Linked DNA regions of Sus scrofa: region 1 is linked to region 2. A link is a contact called in public HiChIP or PLAC-seq data. All regions are on one chromosome and are shown on one strand. Each heading gives the region's core, a stretch centred on a gene start, on an enhancer-like site or on the middle of the called end of the contact. The rest is flanking DNA. Distances are from core to core; before and after follow the strand shown. Region 1 has its middle 610 kb from the start of INSC. Region 2 has its middle 660 kb from the start of SOX6.

Region 1 (2,700 bases), core at 90-2,589, 300 kb before region 2:
TCATTATTATTCCTACGTCTACTCATTTTTTGTTGCAGTTTTTTAGGGCCACACCCATGGCATATGGAAGTTCCCTGGCTAGAGGTCAAATTGGAGCTACAGCTGCCAGACTATGCCACAGCCACAGCCACAACACCACCAGATCTGAGCCACATCTGCGACCTACACCACAGCTCACAGCAACGCCGGATCTTGAACCCACTGAGCGAGGCCAGGGATCGAACCTGCGTCTTCATGGACACTAGTCAGGCTTGTTACCGCTGAGCCTCAGTAGGAACTTCCCTACTTCTACTGATTTAAAAAGAATGTTCACAGAAGTACCATGACCTGTCTAAGATGACACAGCCAGTAAGGCCATACTAGAGGTCAGGATGAATGCCCTAAAAGAGGGTGACATAAGAGATCCTGGTGGCATAGGGAAGGCTGAGGGGCATGCCTGACTCAGAATGAGGTTAGACTGTCACGACAGGTGAAGTTCTAACCCTCTGGAAGCTAGAAACAGGGACAGCGGCCATTCTTTGGAAGACCCACAATTGGTTCACTTTGACTGATCAGAAATAGCCCTCCAAATCCAGAGGCAGGATTTTCAGACCTTCTAAAGGGAGCTGTGGTCAGATGGGGTACAAGGGGCTTTTCCTAGTACTCCTGTTTCCCCTAGTGCCCATAACAGTGCAAGCCAGAGAACCGGGGCTTCAGATGGCCCAGCTAAGTTGCTCTCACACAACTGCAAAAGGATACTCAGAACAAAAGGAACAGGGTGTGATGGGAGGGTCCAGTCAGAGGGACCTGAACACTGTTCTCTGCCATCCTCAGTCCTGGGCAGCCCTGCCTATCGGCACCTCCCCTTCAGAGGCCTGTATGCCCTGCCCTGCAGTTCCCAGATTCGGACAGTAGGTGGCAGTGGGTCGTGAGAAATCTCTGTAGTCGCCTTCTGGGGCTTTGGAGACCCAGCCAGGAGAAAAACGTGGCTGGGCTTCGGCCGCGCTGGTGAGAAACGCCCCCGGGGTGGGGCGAGGGGGCTGTCCCGGGACCCTGCGGCTCCGCTCCGCTCCGGCCGAGGTCAGCGAGGACCTGGGAGGCAGCGCCCTGAGCAGGACATGGCGGGCTCCTCGGGGCTCCCGGTGCGCCGAAGCGGCTGTGCTGCCACGGGGAGCCCTTGGGGACCTTTACCCCTGGCGAAGGCCTTGCCCATTACCTTCTTAGCCAGAATGTGTGGCTGGCGTGGGAATTCATTTCCTACGCAAATAACTTTTTTTTTTTTAACTGAAGAAACTGCCATTCACAGAGGTTAAGAGATTTGGCCGTGGCCACAGAGCCGGCTGTGTCTGTGCAGAATTACAACCCAGTTCGGTCTGATGAGTAGGTGCGGGGTCCCCTTGTAAGAAGCGCCTGGGTCTAATCTGGAGTGGCTTCTCTCTGGTCTGCGTTTCAGACTCGTGGCTCAGCTCCGGTGTGGCCCTGGGCTAGTTTTGCCTCCACTCCGACGCGATGTTTAGCGAGGGAAGTAGCTGCGATGGCCTCTGGGTGGCCTTCGAGGGCCCTAATTCGCTCCCCAAGCCCGAAAGGTACAGCCTCCCCCTGCCCAGCATCCGGACCCTAACAGAGCTGGCCCGCCTGTCTGCCTCCTCTAATAAGTAATACTGGGTCTCATCCCCTCTCACAACCTCTGACATTTTAAAGCACTTTTACACTTGAGAATTCGTTAGATCTTTACAATCACCCTGCGAGGCAGGCAGAAAAGGGGTGTTTACTTTTACAAAAGGGAAAAACCGTGCCTTCAGAGAGGTGATTTGCCAGTCAGTGAGTAGCTGAGCCCGGTCTTGAACCCTAGGTCTTACCAGCTGCCTCCCTCAACCGGGAGGGAGTAGAAGTGCTGGTGCGAGAACTCTCCTGCGGCGAAGGCCGCTTCCGCGCCTGCCTCTTCCACTCCCGACAGCGGCGGGCGGGGAGCAGCGGACAAATTAATTCACGCAATCTTTACATTATGTATAATGCTGCATGATTTTATTTTGCTTCATTCCCGAAATCTTTTACAGTAATTAGTAGCCGAGTAAAATATAAAAATTAATGCAATATAACACTTTAATGGTAATAATACACCATCCTGTCTAATTAATAAAATCTGTTGTTTCCAAGCACGATTATTTATTTGACAAATTGATAGCACACATCCTGTTCATACCCTCTTTTCTGGCTCCTATCCTTTCAGTTTATTGAATAAAATTGTAGCAGGAAAATAAACAGATTGTCTTCTGACCTGACAAGCAAGTGAGAAATAAACCCCTCACTCATACATCTCTAATTGTTCTCAACAATATTCTCCAACACATGTCCAAGTCTGTTAGAAATGAATCTCAATTTCTCCTTCCTTTTTTTTTTTTTTTAAATAATTGTATCTCCTTATTATAGAGGAAAGAGACCTAACTACCCTTTTTCTCGGGCAGTCTGGGGAGATGAATTTTGTGACTGTTTAGAGATTCTGATGGCTCGCTGATGGAGCTATTGCTCTGCTCTGCAGAGAGGCAGTCCCGGGCTGCTCTGAGCTACTGCTATGGAGGAAAGCTGAACCCACCTCCGAGGCAGGGAGGAGGCAGACGGGAGGATTGTCATCAGGAGTTAGGAAAACAAAACCTAGAAAAGGGTTAGGGCAGAATACTCAGCCCTGGCAATATTTATGGCTAAGGGGTGAGAAACAACGTC
Region 2 (2,700 bases), core at 34-2,533:
AGATGCATTGGCTCGGATCTGGCGTTGCTGTGGCTGTGGCATAGGCTGGCAGCTGCAGCTTTGATTCGACCCTAGCCTGGGAACTTCCATATGCCACAGGTGTGGCCCTAAATTTGGGGAAAAAAAAAAAAAGACAGTTATTATCGGATTTAGAGCACACCCTAATCCAGGAAGATCTCATCTCAAGATCCTTAACTTAATCTAATGTGCAGAGACTCTTTTCTCAAAAAAGATTGCCCTCGCAGGTTCCAGATGGACATAACATTGGGCTCCACTATTTTCTGCACAATTAACACTGTGCAGGGTACAAAGAGGCATCAGAGAGGGGAGTGGTTTCTGTCTTTAGGAGGCGGGACCACAGAGAAGGGGGTGATGGAGCCCTTCCTCCAAGAGGAGCACAGGCATCTGAAGGAGCAAAGGGAGCAAAGGCTTTGCAGGAAGCAGGAGGCACTGAGGCAAAGGAAAAATGAGGAGCAGCCACCCTCAAAGAACAAGGAGTGTGGAGTGGCTGGGACATGGAGCCAGAGCGACACAGAGGAGGCTGGAGAAGGTGGTGGGATTTGACCTTAATGGGGCTGAAGAGCCTTGCAAAAAAGCCTGGGCTTGATCTTACAGGCAACACGAAACCACTGAAGAGGGAACCAGTTTGTTCTGTGTTGGCCAGGCCTCAGCTCTCCTCAGACGTTCTTTTCTTAGGGATTTTATGCATTTCCTTTGCCACCTTGGAGAATAATAGGTGGTGAGCCACTCGAGGGCAAGATTCACATTTGACTGACCTCGGTTTCTAGCACGATGCCCATGTGTCACATCTAGGACATACTCGGAAAACGTGTCCTGTTTAATAAATGAGCTGAAACGAACTGCAAAGGGATGGCCAGAGCAGGTGGCCTCCACCCTTCGCCCATCAGAGGCAGCGTGGGAATCAAATACAGAACTCGTGTTTATGAGACGCTGTCCAAATCGCAGTTCTGCCACTTAGGAGCTGCGGGACCTCAAGTAACCCCTTCGCTTACTGGTTCTCGGTCTGCTCCTCTGAATGATGGAAATAATCGGCTGTGCCATAAACACCGCAGGTTAACGTCTGGACCTCAGGCGTGTGTGGCCTGCCCCAGGCCGCCTCCAATAAACAGGAGTTGGATCTGAAGAGGCTAAAGTGCTCAAGGAGCGGGGGCCCTCAGCCGGCTTGGCTTCTGTAGCTGCTTCAGCAGCTCGGAGGCCAGAGGCTCGGTGGCCCGCCAATGACGCATCTGGCAGGCAGGCAGCCTCTGGCTGTGGCGGTGTCGAGGATGATGCTTCCGTGACAAGTCATGGAGCCCTCTCTTCAGCTGCTCACACCAGCTCTTTGGCTCTGTGGTTGTCGCTCTGACGGAACCAGGAGTTTCTCAGTTTCAAAGCCAGAGGGCGGACTCCAGAAAGGCCAAAGTGCCACCCTGCCCCCACACAAAGCAAGGGAGGCCTTTCTCCCTGACTTGGGTCCACACAGCCCGTCTCCCTCCTGGCTGCACAGGCTGCCTGGGAGGCCCAGGGATGGAGCGTCCTCGGCGCCCTGTGCTCCTGTGTCCTCTTCTAGGGTGTGGTCCTGGCTCTGCTCATGCTGTCCCTCTGTCAACGAGGGACACCCACAGTGGCTCTCTGACCACGCCCCCCCCCAACTCCCGTGCCATTCGAGTGCCAGGTGAATGCCGCTCTGTTCCACTGCTGTGGAGCTGCAGCTCCAAGGGAAGCTGGGACCAGCAGAACGTGTCCCTGGAGGATTTGGATCTGGGACACTGAGTGCACGGGCCAGGGAATCCGGCTGCAGGGCTCTAGCATCCTCGCACTGGAGCTCATGCCAGAGCCACACGCGTGCCCCAGAGGTGTGCACAAATGGTCCCACGGGGAGGACAAGGAGGTGCAAGCAGTAGTTGCAAGTAAGAGGAAGCGACTGCAGAGGGGCTGCTGGATTGTGCCTCCTCCATGCCCACCAGCCCAGCTGTCCCTCCTTGTATGGGAACTAGATCGACTGGGTTTTGGTCTCTTCCAACCTGGAAAGCCCTGCCACAGATCTGATTCCCCTCCTGTCTCAACCTGACTTCACCTAAAAGGACCAGCTCAGGTTTTTCTTTCCTGAAGCCTGTGCTTGGCATTGTGCGCTCACCACCGAGCCAGGAGGATGACAGGCAACACGTACTGTGCCTCCTAAGCACCTGGCAAGTGTTGTGGCTTCAAACCTTTGCAGCGGTGCTTTGAGGAAGTGCTATTTTAGTGCACTTTTCAGATGAAGGACTCAAGGTACACACGGAGGTGTTAAGTGATGGTTCCCAGGTGACCTATCATTAGCTGGAAGGGTTGGCCTTTGGTTGCAGAGTCCACACTCATAGTCCCAGGCCATACTGCTAGGACACAGAGGTCAGTAAGACTAGTTTCTGCCCCAGAGCCCAGTGATGAGTTGACAGAACAGGAGATACTTTGTAACCATAGAGATAAGCAGATAAGAGAGGGATGTTGCAAGCGCCATGGGTCACAACAGAGGGAGTCACCAGAAGCCTGGGACAGAGGTCTTCCCTAATGGGTGGCCACCAAGCTGGACACTAAAGGATGTGTAGGAGGCATCAGGGTAGAAATGGAAGAAAACTCGTCTTGGCCAAAGAGAACAGATGGTGCAAAGGTGAGCAGAAAGGGAAAGCCCAGAGTGCCTTTTCCACCTGAGATAACCTCATT

Evidence for each region. HiChIP or PLAC-seq counts read pairs in DNA pulled down with a chosen protein or histone mark.
Region 1: an H3K27ac HiChIP or PLAC-seq map of skeletal muscle shows a contact between it and region 2, with 7 times the contacts expected there. The contact joins two enhancer-like sites. A contact is called at or near these places in 5 of 47 Hi-C or Micro-C datasets (embryonic fibroblasts, fetal skeletal muscle, mesenchymal stem cells and 1 more) and 1 of 2 datasets of contacts at active chromatin or transcription factors (skeletal muscle).

What each region holds. Positions count from the first base shown.
Region 1 is chr2:43,400,075-43,402,774 of Sscrofa11.1, reverse strand. No RefSeq gene overlaps it. Among named protein-coding and RNA genes, the nearest start is that of INSC, 610 kb to the left of the region's middle. Within about 2 kb of position 1,339, at least 53 of the 83 cell types and tissues checked have an H3K27ac peak or open chromatin away from gene starts, as enhancers often do. A contact at or near this core is called in skeletal muscle, where this site is marked.
Region 2 is chr2:43,101,709-43,104,408 of Sscrofa11.1, reverse strand. No RefSeq gene overlaps it. Among named protein-coding and RNA genes, the nearest start is that of SOX6, 660 kb to the right of the region's middle. Within about 2 kb of position 1,283, at least 3 of the 83 cell types and tissues checked have an H3K27ac peak or open chromatin away from gene starts, as enhancers often do. A contact at or near this core is called in skeletal muscle, where this site is marked.